2 separate regions of the Danio rerio genome follow, and region 1 is linked to region 2. The links are chromatin contacts, called in public HiCAR-type maps. All regions are on one chromosome and are shown on one strand. Each heading gives the region's core, a stretch centred on a gene start, on an enhancer-like site or on the middle of the called end of the contact. The rest is flanking DNA. Distances are from core to core; before and after follow the strand shown. Region 1 holds the start of LOC141381302 (a long non-coding RNA gene). Region 2 holds the start of dnmt1 (DNA (cytosine-5-)-methyltransferase 1).

Region 1 (7,341 bases), core at 3,317-5,816, 120 kb before region 2:
AGGTCACGTGGTCAGGTCACATTCCCATGAGTTTATCTGATGATTAGAGATCTGACCTGTTGAAAACTCATTAATATAGAGTTCCATCCTTTTAAAATCACATCAACACCTATTTTGGTTTACTCTGTGGTGTAAATGGCATGGGAATCAAAGTACAAGCTGAACCAGATTGAGAAAAGAATTTAGCTTTCTGTCCCTTTGACCTTCAGCCGTGCTGATCAGGGATCAGCAGCTTGTGATTGCGGTGGGAGAAGAGTATGTTAAAAAGGGAAAAGCTTTGGGGGAGACTACAGACTCAAACCGTTCCATCTCAAAGGCCCCCAGGGCGTCGTTAGGACTCCCACAAGAGGGGCACTTCTGTTGTTGGGTACGGCCATTGAAGACCGCATCTGGAAAGCATTAGTCTATTATTGCCCATGCAGGCCTAAGAGGCGTATCTCATGGGGAAAGTGCAACTCTCTACCGTCACTGCAGTGAAGTAGTGTGAGGTCGAAGAACGTGCATGCGTGAGAGGCAGCTAGTGTACCAAGCTGATTAAGAGATATGAAAGCGTCTGTGTATGATTCTTTGTTCGAAGGGCTGGTCTTTTCTTTTCGGAGCAGGAAGTGGAAAACAGCATCCTTGGCAACAGAGCTCCTCCATCTGGACCATGAGCTGAAACAAGATGGCTTTGTGCGATTTGCCCCCACCTAACATTAGCTGGCCTGTGCCAGGTGCTCTGCCTTCATCCTCAACGACATCAGCCCAGCTGCGAAGGGAAGCCCCATAAAGAGCCTGTAACTATGCTTATTTCATTGAATGTCACACAGACAGTATATTCATACAAGCAATTTGAACTTCATCTGGTTTGGATTTGTCAAAAGGCTTACTATTCTCTCTCATTTTTTTCTTTCAGTGTCCTGCACCATCTGCAACAAAAGCCCTGAGGCGAGGATGGTAAGAAACATTATTGTTGAGCATATCCATCTGCAATACTGATCCTCCCAAGAACCCATCTGTGACAGTGGATGATCACAACTTGATCTCACACTTAGTGTTGCTGAAGATTTCCTCAATGTGCCATCTCCATGAGCGTGCCATAATGCGAGATCACACTGTGTTTGGGCTGACTGCCAAGACCTGAGACGACTTGGTCCTCACCGTCACCTCCAGACCCCCTGCCATGCTTAGTTCCGTCACTCCTCCCAGTCCTCTCTGACTATACCAGCCCCCGCTCTTCTCTGGCCTTGACTGGGCTGTTATTGAGCGGGAGGCATTTCACAGACACTCCCTCAGAGACTAGTGACCTCATCACCGGGCAGGAAGTCAAGGGGTTCAAGTTCTCCTTGTGAAAGTAATCCCACACTTCCCTGAATATTTCAGCTGGTGGTAGTGGTGGTGGGAGGGAGTAGAGCATTGGGAGATGGATTGGGGGTGTCAGAAAGCCCCAACTCTGTTGTTTCTCACATTTGCCACATCGTCAGTGTTGGATGCTAATTCCTTTTTCTTCACCTCATAAAGAAAATGATTTCAACACTGGGCCTGAAGCATCTGTATACGTGGCAGCAGACATGGTGAGAGCTAGAGGGGCCTGTGTAAGACAAGAATCACAAAGGAAGGCCAGAAGACATGGCGTAATGAAGTAGTAGTCTCCAAAGACGTGATTTTGATTTTGAACTTGTACTGTATTCACACTACACCGATGAAGCATATCTGGAATAATAATACCCTGATGAGAGAAACAGAAAAACTAGAGCTTCGTTCCCTTATGCTGAGGGTGATCAAGGCTGTTTGTTTGTCTTTTGCTTGTTTCTGCCAGGAGTCAATGCCTTAAAAATGTCACTGAAGAAGCATTACAATGCTCATCCCACCTAGCTGCATCGGTTTAACTGTAACCATTTTAGTAATAATAATAATAATTATTATTTTTATTATGATTCCTTACAGCGTAGCAATGCTGCTGAAGGTATTGCTGTCGCTTTACAGCAAGAAGGTCGCTGGTTCGAGCCTTGGCTGGCTCAGTTAGCGTTTTTGTGTGGAGTTTGCATGTTCTCCCTGCGTTCGCGTGGGTTTCCTCCGGGTGTTCCGGTTTCCTCCACAGTCCAAAGACATGCAGTACAGGTTACAGCTGGAAGGGCATCCGCTGCGCTAAATATATACAGGATAAGTTGGCGATTCATTCCGCTGAGGTGACCCCAGAATAATAAAGGGATAATAATAATTCCTTACATTTATATAGCACTTTTCTGAACACTCAAAGCACTTTACACATTTTGTGAGGGGAATCACCTAATCCACCACCTGTGTGCAGTATCCGACTGAAAGACGCGACTGCAGCCATATTGCGCCAGACTGCACACTACATACCAGATGATTGGTGAAGAGGAGACAGATTGATGAAACCAATTATGATATGGGGATGATTGGCAGGCCATGATGGACAGAGGCCAGTGACCAAATTTGGCCAGGATGCAGTGGTAAACCCCTACTCTTTTTCAAAGGACATCTTGAGATTTTTTAACGACCACAGAGCATCAGGATCTCGGTTTATCGACAGCGCTCACTGAGCAGTATTGACCTTATTCTAAAATGCGGAAGTGCGCCTGTTTTCGCGATTGTCTTAAAAACTTCCGTTTCAGTCGCCCATGGGAGAAATGACTAGGAATAATAAACGGCAAAAAACGGTCAAACTACTTGCTCTACAAACAAATGTTTGCATGACTACACAGACCAAGTAGAATAATATACCAAGGAAATATCAGTTTGCAACATCAAACAGCGAAACGAGCAGTTTTTAATGTCTAAAAATAAATGGAACTGAATGAGACCGGAAGTCTCGTGCCAAAAAGATTCAAATGGCTGCGCCCGCTCGTCTGCGGTGAATAAGGTGAATAGTGTCCACGTTAATATACTGGGGAGTTAGAACTGGGGAGTGAGCACCCCCTGCTGGCCTCACTAACACCACTTCCGGCAGCACCCCAGCTTTCCCGAGAGGGGTCTGGCTGCAGACTCGGTGCAGTGCAATCTGAGCTGCATCCAATGCTTTTTAATGCGCTTACCTAACTTCATCCCTAACCCTACCCGTCACAGTGACGTCACTCATTACATTGAGTGCATTGTGTCTGACATTGCATCACCGAGTGATGAGTGATCATGAAGGCTGCATCCAGACTATTGGCTTTCCCATGTGGTCTTCCATTCAAGTACACAGCCCTGCTTAGCTTCAGTGGGCAACCATGTGAGAGTTGCAGAGAGCTAGCTGCCGTACAATAATGTCCAATGGGTGTTGGATATGCACATTTATCTTCATACCGTATAGACCCTCCTAAAACTGCACATGCAGAAAGAGAATAATGGATAAAGAGCAAAACACACATGCAAACTATTTACTTAGTCACATTGCATGCATGAGTCCTTTTCTTGGCAGAATCAGTAGAAGTCATTTTGCAAAGGATTGAAAACACCCCCAGCTCAAAGTTATATTAAACACTCCCTTGAGCAGTATTTTACTTTTAAGCACCCAAAAAGTTTTTTTTTAATTAAAAGTTGTTGAAAAATTGATGATCAAATTGCAAAGATTCCATGCCATGTTCCAATGCAAGAAACCAGTCCAGAAACAGTCTAAACCAAGAAAAGAGTCATGCCAAAATGCTGCATAAAACCAATCAGACATGCATGTTTCAGAGGCGAGAATTGAATTGATGTTTAAAGAGTTTCACTTTAAGGAAATTGTGATAATTCTTTTAACACATATCAATAAGAAACAGCTCAGCTGGATGCACTGAACCACAGATGCTTTAGTAGACACCTGTCCTTCATTTGACAAGGCATCGTATGTTTTGATGATAACCCACAGACAGGTTTCAATCTGCCTTTCCGCTGACGTTGCAAAAACCGTACACGCAAATATACACATTCACACTTCCCCAGAAGGGAAAGTCTCGTCAAAGCCACTCCTACTATGCTTGAAACAAAAAAAGGCCTGCCAGAAAACACACCAATTGAATAACAGAAAGCATGAAAAAAAGAAAGAAATCCGAGCCTGCCAGGACTGGTCTGTGCTCAAACACAGAGGAAACAATGAAAAGACTTAATCTCCCAGATTGTTGGCATTAAAACATAAGATTATACCTCAAAACCTCAATATGTTTTAGACATCATGTGTAGCTTATTCTTAGAAAACATACACCACTTGAAGTGAACATACATTTACGGCATACCAAACCGCAACTCTACCACACGCAGTATGAAAAAGAATGAAAACGCACACAAGTGGGCTGCAGACCAAAAACCAATGAAAGCATTCAGAATGAGTGGCATGCTTGATCGACAGAAAGATTTTTGTTTTGTTTTGAGGAAAACACTGCATAAAAGACCTTGTGGTAAGAAGACACGGGGGGAAAACCCACTATCTGCGTAACTGCAATTCGTATGTGGGGGTCTTTGTGTTTTGGAGGACTTTCCATGTTAGTTTCTTCCATGCTGCGATTCAGTCTATTGCGAAATGAGCCATTCACATAAAAAGTGGTGCAATAACTGGCTGAACATGCAGAGATAACCCATAAACTCCACAATGAGATCATTCAGCTCGTATCGTCCAACAGTGAACAATCAAGAATCATGATGAACTGTGCTGCCCTGTGCTCAGGGCGTCTGGTGCGGCAAATTTGTGAAATGTATTAAACTTAAGATTGCAGCGCAACTCATTACTCTGCAGCTGCTGAAGAAAGTCCCTCTCACAAGGCCTCCTCCACAAGCCCATGATCTGACCAGGAAAGTAACAGCAGCAGCACTGGGCCAAGGACAAACGCAGTAATGCACATTATGGAATAGTGATAAAAACTGAAACTGAACTTTAGTAGCGTGGGGGTGGGGGACGGAAAAACAGGAGAGCGAGATGAAGGAGACGAAAGAGATGTGGGGGGTGGAGAAAAAAAAAGAGATGGAAAAAGAAATGATTGAAGGAGAAAAACATGAACTAGAGAAATGAATCATTAGAGGAGAAAGGAGAAATTGAGGAAAAAAACATGGTGCTTGAATGACTAGAGATGGGAAGTTTGATAAGATGACTAACAGAGATTGATTGTTCTCTACAGGAACGTTGTGTACCTCTAGTTTTTGAAGGGGCTTCAGTGGTGGCGTCCTTGACATGTAGTGTTGTGTATGAGATAAGACATGACTAAAAAAAGAAAAGATTATAGCAACTTCTGCTCCAGCAACATATACTCACTCTTGACTCACCAAATATTGATGCATGGTCAGGACCTCTTCTTGTCACTCATTGGTAAGTGACATTTTAGGTAATGTTTTTGTCATTATGAGGAAGTAACCCAGCTCCTAGCACTTAACTTAGCCATTTGTGAATATAAAAACTGTGCACTACCTGGCAAAAGTCTTGTCACCTATCCAAGTTTTAGAAACACCAAAAATAACTTGACTTCTTGTTGATAATTTGGTATCAGAAGTGGCTTATATGAAAGGCAAAGGCCTCTAGATTACGCTTATTTTACCAAAATAAAATATGATCATGCCTTGATTTTTAATTATTTAATTAGGACAGTAAGGTCTGACTTTGCTTAGACAAAAGATTTGTCACTTAACAGAAATAATGTACAGTAAAGAATATAAAGTCATGCTGCAGTGGAGAAAGAGTTAATATTGTGAATGACTCCCATGAGCTTAGAGGACTGCGTCCATACATCTCTGCAATGACTCAAATAACTTATTAATAAAGTCATCTGGAATGGCAAAGAAAGCGTTCTTGCAGGACTCCCAGAGTTCATCAAGATCCTTTCATTCATCTTCAATGCCTCCTCCTTCATCTTACCCCAGACATGCTCAACAATGTTCATGTCTGGTGACTGGGCTGGCCAATCCTGGAGCACCTTGATCTTCTTTGCTTTCAGGAACTTTGATGTGGAGGCTGAAGAAGGAGCGCTATCCTGCTGAAGAATTTGCCCTCTCCTGGGGTTTGTAATGTAATGGGCAGCACAAATGTCTTGATACCTCAGGCTGTTGATGTCACCATCCACTCAGCAAATTTCTCCATACTGAATGTAACCCCATACCATGATTTATCATTCACCAAACTTGACAGATTTCTGTGAGAATCTTGAGTCTATGCGGGTTCCAACAGGTCTTCTGCAGTATTTGTGATGATTGGGATGCAGTTCAACCAATGATTCATCAGAAAAAATCCACCTTCTACAACTTTTTTTTTTTTTTTTTTTAAATGATCTAGACCTAGAAGTCAAGTTATTATTTGTTGCTCTTCCAATTGGGATTGACGACAAGACTTGTGTCAGGTAATGTACATAGCAAGCAGATAAAACTACAGTCTTGTGTCGCTTATTCAAAATATGACTAATCCAAATCTTCCAATGCAGCGTAAGTTATTTATATGAGGAGTTGACATAATTTGCCAACAACTAGATGTTGTCTCTCACAAAATAAAACATTTTTATCAAAAAGCATCCTATATGCCATCAAATGCCATCCATCTGTGTCTCATGACTGATACCTTTATGCCTTGTGGCCTGCTGCTTATTTCTGTTGTTCAGAAGTAGACAGGCAAGCAATTAGGTGCTCCAAAGCATTTCCAAAACCTGATGGTAATGAAATGTTTATACAATTATTTGTATTTTTTTTTGGGGGGGGGGAATTAGATTTTTATTAGTTTTTTTTCTTGAAATAACATACAATACCATACAACTATATAAAATATATAAAGGTTCTTCACAAATTACACATTTGTTTATCAATTTAGAAAATAAATAAATAATTCAACAACCAGTAACAAAGGTATAAAAATACTAAAAATAATAGTACAGAGCATAACAGGATAACATTTCAATTGAACATTCACATTTCAAGTGAGGAAATGAAAATCTCCCACATATCTATTTCCTTGTAATCACCATTCATTTATCCAAAATTTTCTCATATGATACGTTCTGAATTATGGATTCCATCCATAACTTAAGTGTAAGGCCTTGAATATCCTTTTAAAACCTCAGTATTATTCGTGCTGCTGTAGTAATGCCTAAAATTATAAGGGTGAACTCATCATTTGTAACATGTGGAACCTCAGTTTTGTCACCTAAAAGGCATATCCAAAAAAAAAAAAATTCAAGGATGATTCCTTGGATTTACTCATTTTTTTATGTTAAGTGGTTGTAAACAATTTATTTGTGTTGAATTTAAACAAACAAATTAAGTTGAACATTATTAAATTGAATTTGTTTGTTTAAATTCAACACAAATAAGTAGTTTGCAACAGTTCAGCATGTAACACTTTTTACTGTGAGGGACATTAAATGCTATCTACCTAATTGTATTAACACAGATTCCCAAAAGGGTTGA
Region 2 (7,722 bases), core at 4,492-6,991:
TTGAAGGCCAAAAGGGGTTCCACCTGGTACTAATGTGTGCCTAATAAAGTGGCCAGTAGACGTAGAGCACAAAACTAGCGTTACATTGCATGGGTACATTTGTAGAAATAGCCAATACTACATTGTATGACTCATTGTATGAATAATAGATATTTTGTCAAAATTCTCAAAAATAAAAAAAGATCCATAAAGACATTTTGTACGTTCCCTAATGAAAATATACCCAAAGCTTAATTTGGACATCTTTAAAGGTAATTTTCTCAATATTTATTTTATATTTTACTTTATTTCCAGATGTTCGAATATCTCAGCCAAATATTGTGCTATCCTTACAAACCACACATCAATAGAACGCATATTAATTCAGCAACTTTAGCCATGCAGCAAATAATCTGCATGATTGCTATCCATTCTCTACTCCAGGGGGTTTCAAACTTTGTCCTGGAGCTTCAGTGTCCTGCAGATTTTAGCTCCAACTTGCCTCAACACACCTGCAAGGATGTTTCTAGAACAGGGGTGTCCAAACTCGGTCATGAAGGGCCAGTGTCCTGAGTGGGGTCTGGATGCAGACCTGGTGTCCAATCAATGCTTTTTAACAGGCTCACCTAACCCTACCCATCACAGTGACGTCACTCGCTCCATTTAAGTGCATTGTGTCTGACATTGCATCGCTGGGTGATGCAATCTCAGCTTGCATCATAAAGGCTGCATCCAGATACTATTTGGTGTCCTGCATAGCTTAGGTCCAAGTTTATTCAACACAAGCTGCTTGTAAGTTTCTAGTGTACCTAGAAAGAGCTTTGATTAGCTGGTTCAGGCATGTCTAATTGGGGTAAGAACTAAACTTTATTTTGGAAAAGACCCCCAAGACTGACGCTCACACGAAGCAGTATATACTTGCTGTACAAGAGCACCATCTTCTGGTCAGCCAAAGAAATGCTTTTGTACTTAACTAATAATATTCCAAATACAGTTTTTCCCAGTGGCTTTGGTGCACTTCTCACAACAGTATTTATATTTGCACAACAGTTAACGCATTTATTAAAAAATTATTACAAACTGCAAAACATAGTTAATAACCAGTAAATTCCTGTCACCAGCTCATTGCTCAAAAGCAAGTATTCATGTCAAAGAAAGTGTCAGTGTCATCAAGATAAAAAGTCCAGACACCATTGTTTATGAACAAGATAGTCAAATGACTTTGTCATGTTTTCATAATGACATATGATGACATTATGACATCATTAGTTTAGTCTGTACATATTTTCCAGTGCAAAAAGTCAGATTTTTTGAAAATGCTCAAGACAGCAGTATATACTATTTGCACATTTGTTATTACTATTTTACCCATTTGAAAACTACAGTAAGTCACTAGTCATCACTGCATTTAGTGAGGTATCTGAGTACAAGACACTGAATATGTATGTTTCACATTTTTACTGCATTTGCCCTTTGCCATTCTAATTTATTGACAGCATTGTGCAAAAGAATAAATACATGCTTTTTTTACAACAAACAAATTTCCTTTGGGTAGAGCTGTGCACAACTGTAAACAATATTACAGTACATATTGGAACTAAAACAAACAACATACACAGGTCTGGAAATCATTAATTAAATTGTTCAATTCAGAAGACACTTTAAGGAAAAAAAAAAGAGTTATACATTTTTTTTAATTAGCTTGACAGATTTTGACAAGTTCAACATTTTCATATGAATCAGATAATGAAATGAGGACTATTCTTTTTATATGGTCTGACTATTCAGCATTTACAAGTTTAGTTAATTTTGACAGACGTGACATACGCAAATGCTAATGTTATAAAACAGCAGAGAGTTGTATGGAAGCAATTTATGCATGTCCAAAAGCATTTGCAATTTGTTGGAAGGAATGATAAACTGCTACTATGATGTGCACAAATGACTAATTGTTTTGAGAAATGCATTAACTGTTGTGCAAATGTAAATAGTGTTGTGAGAAATGCACCAAAGCCACTCAGAAAAACTGTAAAATACCCAATACTTCATGGTGAGTTCCAGTCAGTCACAAATTACATGTACATGCTGATCACATGATATCACCATGACACAACAAGAGCAATTCAAGGTTTTGTCATTTATGGGAAAAAAAAAAAAAAAAAAAAAAAATATATATATATATATATATATTATAGTATTTTAAAACTATATATATATATATAAAGTTTTAAAATACTATAATTTGCTCTACAAATAGCTGACAAAATTAACCAGAAGTAACAATGACCAAAAATTAACAATAAGTTAACAAAAGCAGAACTTGCCAACATCCTGACATTGTGTCAATTATGGTGGAAAAACAATTACAGCAATTCAAGTACCTGAAAAAGTAAAGAGAAAAGCTGGTCTCATTAAAATCTGTTTCATTCTCTTTAAAGCAGGACTTGCCACCTTTTTGCTATTGTGTCAATTATGGCAAAAAAAAAAAAAAAACATTAAATATAACAAAGTGTTGTTGTTTGTTTTGAAGAAAGCTGACAAAATGCAAAAGTAATTACACTTACTCACTATCCTTTAATCCCTTATCTATATTTGTGTATGCATATGACTTCGAGTGGCGATTAAGACATTATTTACGAAACGAAATTACAAAAAAAAAAAAGACTTAAATTCAGTTTTAGTGTGTATTTAACAAAGTTAATTTGTTAATCAATGCTGGAGTCCACAATAAAAGTCATGATGAATGAGTGAAGGATATTCATGAAGAATATTTAGATATTCACACCAGATATCATTCATTCATTTTCTTGTCGGCTTAGTCCCTTTATTAATCCAGGGTCGCCACAGCGGAATGAACCGCCAACTTATCCAGCAAGTTTTTACGCAGCGGATGCCCTTCCAGCTGCAACCCATCTGTGGGAAAACACCAGATTTCATTCTGTCCAAACAACAAACAAGAACACATCAATGGATTAAAGCTTTTTTTTTTTTTATCTCTTAACTGTTGGCAGTAGACCAGTGGCTCTCAAACTTTTTTTTATCAAGTACCACCTCAGAAAAAAATTGTCTCTCCAAGTACCACTAAAATGAGCAGTATTAAAATACAGTAGCGTAGTATACCCAGTAAAGCAACTCTGCAAAGTTAAAAAACGTGGCAGATTACCTCAGAAATATAGGCTATATGTCATATATGGCATATTATTTACATAATTTTTGATAAATTTTGAAATATATGTAGCATATACGTACATATTTCATTTCTCCGCGTACCATTAGTGGTACATGTACCACAGTTTAAGAACCACTGCAGTAGACAAAAGTGAATTCGTCAGACTCTTGCAAGAAATTATCAGGTTCCAACAAAGCCTGATTGGCTGGTTTAGATTTGTCAACTCACAAATTATCTCCAAATAACTCATATGACCTTCTAGGTATATTAAAATGCAAACTGTCTGCCTTCATGAGTAAACCGTTGTTTACTAAGATAATTTTATCTCTACAAAATCTGTGAAAACATATAAATCAGTGGTCTGGATTATGATTATGATTGTTTTATATAACAGACTTACTATTTTTAATATTTAACAACTCCAATACATTGCTGCTGAAAGACTTAATGATTTGAGCCTTTGGGGTTATTTATGGTCTGCTGACACCATTTAAACAACCTTTTACACTTTTAACTTGTCTTCAGAGTTTTGGTAGATTATAAGAGTGAGGTGAAGAATTTCAGCTTATTAACTATGACTTCATTCAAGCAAACCTTTAAACGTCTCTTTACAGTTTAACATGTTACTTCCAATACTCAAAGCACCATGGTGTGCTGCTGGACAAGGTTGGATTTATCAGATCTATTAGTCTATTGCGCCATCTGTTGGAGTAACATGCACTGCATAATGAGGTTTGTGATCATAGGACAAATCAAAGTAGGGAACATCAGGGGTCAGCACCATGAAGCTGAATTGGCTGGCTAGCTAGTTAATTTTCAGTTTAATTTGCACAGGGTTATTGGTAGAATGAAGGCAGCTTGACTTTAATTACTTCTTTTTTTTTGCCATATTATTATGGAGCAGCCGAGCTAAGTTAAATTTATGGTACCTAAAACCATTTTTAACTTCCACTGTTAAACATATATAACTTACATCCAAGCAGCATAAAATAAACCACAGTACATAATAATAATAATAATATTAATAATAATAATAATAGCATAAATAAAACCTTAAATCTTACTAATATAAATGAAAATAAATTTAGGGTGGTCAATCGATATGAGCTGACAAAAGTTTAGAAAGCTTTACAACACTTTTTGTTTACATCTGTTTTATAGATTTTTATAAAATGTAAAAAAAAATAATTAAATGCTTTGACACGAGGAGAAGCTTTATCAAATCTACATTTGTGAATAGAAAATTTTGCTACAATCAACATATAATTGCACAAAAATTTAATTTCTTTGTTTTTCATAAAAATATCAAATTTCACAATGTGATAGCCAAAAACAGGTATTACATTTTTTTTGTTATCGACCCCCTATATAATCTGTCCCAAAAGGATTTTAAAATAGTACAACTGTATATATATATATATATATATATATATATATATATATATATATACACATACATACATACATACATACATACATACATATATATATATATATATATATATATATATATATATATATATATATATATATATATATATATATATATATATATATATATACACACACACACACACACACACACACACACTTTCAAGCGGAAAATGCAAGCATTACTGTCTAGAATTCTAGAAAACTCATTACATGGATAAATGCCATTAATTGTTTTGAAGTGTTCTTCTTTCATTTTAGGTAACAAGGGAAGTGACAGGTATCTATTTCTTACTTCAATAGTGTCCGCCTTAGAAAATCTCTTTTCTTTTTACAGGAATAGGGAAATATTCTATTATAATATTCTATAATTGTAAGTAGAACTGAAACTTAACTAGCTAGCCAGCTAATCTGGCTTCATGGTACAGGCCCCTGTTTGGCCTAAAGAAAGATATGGGTGGTGACAGAAAAGGTGTGACTAGTCTAAAATAAAAATTTCGTTTAAGTCATATAAAGCATTCAAAGTAGACCATTAGGATATTTTTTCTATTTGACATGCCTGTTTACTGCATTTATTTATCATTCGTTGTTGTTGTTTAAGTGTCTCTATTGCATAAATAAATGTATTAACTTATTTTGAACTATGTCACAGTTTTGTTGTCGCAGACTCGCAGGAGGAGCTAAATATTTCAACAGGAAGCGTTAATGAATTCATATCTTTTATTTTTCTTTCTCTTTTCGAAGTTATCTTTCAGTTAACAACGTTAATTGTTGATCTTTTGTTAATTGTATACATGTCAACACTACTTTATGTGCTTTAAAAAAATAAAAAAAAGGAGGTAATGAAATTCATGGGCAAATATGCACCCCTGAGGCAAAGCAAATGTGGTACATCCCGTAATGGTTGAATCTCCTAAGGGGTGAACATGAAAATAAACCTTGAAATGAGCTTAATATTTGTTATTCCTTTACCCTTAACGTATACATTTAATAAACCGAATTAGACCCAGATACACTCACAACACTCTCACTGATTTATTTTAAAACGAAACACAAACGCACAACTTCTTTGACACCGTCCATCCCCGTGCTTTAAATGAATGGTAGCGTCCGACTCACCCGCGTTTCCGCGCGAAAAGGCGGCCCGCGCGTATTTCTCAGCTGCTAGCGACAATTCATAAAGCCCGTTGAGCCTCTCCAGCGCGCGCTGCAGTTGGCACTGTCACATATTAATACCCGCTTTTATCTGTTGTTGTTTTAAATCGTGTTTTTAAGTAGTCAATTCCTTTGATCAAAATCGAACTTGAAATGCCTACCAAGACCTCATTGTCTCTGCCAGAGGATGTCAAAGAACGGTATGGTGCTGTATTTGCTTTTAATGCCACTGTGATGGTCGTTTGCTCATTCGCGGGCTTTACACGCTTCGCGCTGCAGACTGATCACGTCACAAAACGGCAGTTCGGTTGTTTATGTGTGCCATTTTTAAGCGAAAAGAGATGCTGTGTTTTTATTATTGTTAGCATTTAGCCAGGCTACGAACGTTCTGCCCGCCACCAGCTCGCGTTTCGTGGGTAAAACAGGCGATTGTTTTGATGCGAACAGCCTCGCAGGTGTCAGTATGACTGCATTTGGCGCCAAATACACATGTGTCCTAGTGAAGCCCTGCCCGCCTCCTGTCTCCCTCTGCTCAATCACTGCACGAGTCATTACAGTTATACCCACGAAATACTAATGAATTCTGTGTACTTTCTTAAAGACACGATTATCTGAAGTGGTTTTCGTGAATCTGGTCTGTCCATGCGTGTTTGTTTACTCGCGTTGTCCAACAATGTGTTGAGATGAATGCGTCCAGTTCAATAAATTTTGGATTTATCAACGTTTATTAAATGTTATTTATACTTGAAGTGGTGATTGTGCAATGCTAATTGGATGTTTGTTTATTTTTCTAGGCTTCAGGTGTTGGATGAAGGTGGAGACAGTTTGTCAGATGAGGTAAACATTTACGTTACTGCGTATGAGTTCAAATGAAATTAGGTGGTTACTTATTGCATGTCCACACTAACACAAAATAACACAATCCCTTTCATTCAGAATGTACAGTTTAACCGTGTAGTTGTTGTGCATCTGGCAAAAGGCTTTCTTAAACTGTTGGCCTTTTAAACTGTATAAACAGTTTTGTAAAGAGGCTTTTGATATACAGTTTACAACATGAATCATTAATAAGAGTTTCAGTTTGTATACTTGTGCTCTTTTTCAAGGCTATTTTGTTCAAGTAGTAAGACTAATGCCTTCACTGAAAGTTCTGAGAGTGCTTTTTTTTTTTTAATTGCCTCACCAAGATTTTTTTTTTTATTGCATTTCTTATCTCCCAATGTCGCTAGTAGACAAACACAGTCCTATCTTTCAACACATCCCATAATTTCGAAAACATCAACCTCTACCAAATGGTTAATGTCAGTTTATGGTAAAACTATCGGAATAATTACATGAAATACTATTTAAAAAAAATAATTAGAAAACATGGTGCAAGACCATTTTATTTAAAAACAGTCAAAATAAAACTTTGAATACTAAATTACTTTTTAGAAGGATGCCATAAACTATTTCAGATTCTCATTTAATGTGTTTTTAGTTGTTGTTGTTGTTGTTGTTGTTTTTTTTTTCTACAATAAAATAGTGTATTATTGCAACAGGATTGATTATTTTGTTTTGTAAACCAGCAATGCTGTGCGTAAACCATTATTTTATTATTTAAAACAATTCTTTAAATAACTTTAACAGTCATTATTTAAAACAAATATGTCAAAATATGGTCAACCATTTGGTAAAGCAGGCAGTTAAAGAGTTAACAAGAGGAAATATTCACTTTGAAGACATAAAATGCATAATAAAATGGTGCCATTTGTACGTCACACATTTTACTAGCACCTTAGTTAAGGATGCAAGTAGGCCATTTTGTTACCCAAAATGTGACATGTGAAAACTGCAGCTCTCTCATTGGCTGGAGAGAATCATCAGTACTTGCGTCATTGGATTTGCTGTGTGAAATAACAAACCAGTTGAATCAGCAACAGCCACTGCCAGATTATTTCAATGAACCGTTACGCAACTTAAAATCGCTATATCATGATCAGCAGACTTTT

Evidence for each region. HiCAR-type assays count read pairs that join an accessible place to other places.
Region 1: a contact with region 2 is called in a HiCAR-type map of caudal fin, with 7 times the contacts expected there. The contact joins the enhancer-like site here to the promoter of dnmt1 in region 2. A contact is called at or near these places in 13 of 18 Hi-C or Micro-C datasets (caudal fin, embryo, fibroblasts and 4 more) and 3 of 4 datasets of contacts at active chromatin or transcription factors (caudal fin, embryo and gastrula embryo).

Annotation. Positions count from the first base shown.
Region 1 is chr3:57,266,351-57,273,691 of GRCz12tu, reverse strand. LOC141381302 (a long non-coding RNA gene) reads left to right here and starts at 436. Exons shown (of 2, transcript XR_012401251.1): 1 at 436-776; 2 at 896-2,788. Within about 2 kb of position 4,566, at least 12 of the 62 cell types and tissues checked have an H3K27ac peak or open chromatin away from gene starts, as enhancers often do. A contact at or near this core is called in caudal fin and skeletal muscle, where this site is marked.
Region 2 is chr3:57,151,402-57,159,123 of GRCz12tu, reverse strand. It overlaps dnmt1 (DNA (cytosine-5-)-methyltransferase 1), which reads left to right and starts at 5,741. Exons shown (of 34, transcript NM_131189.2): 1 at 5,741-5,934; 2 at 6,529-6,571. The coding sequence starts at 5,888.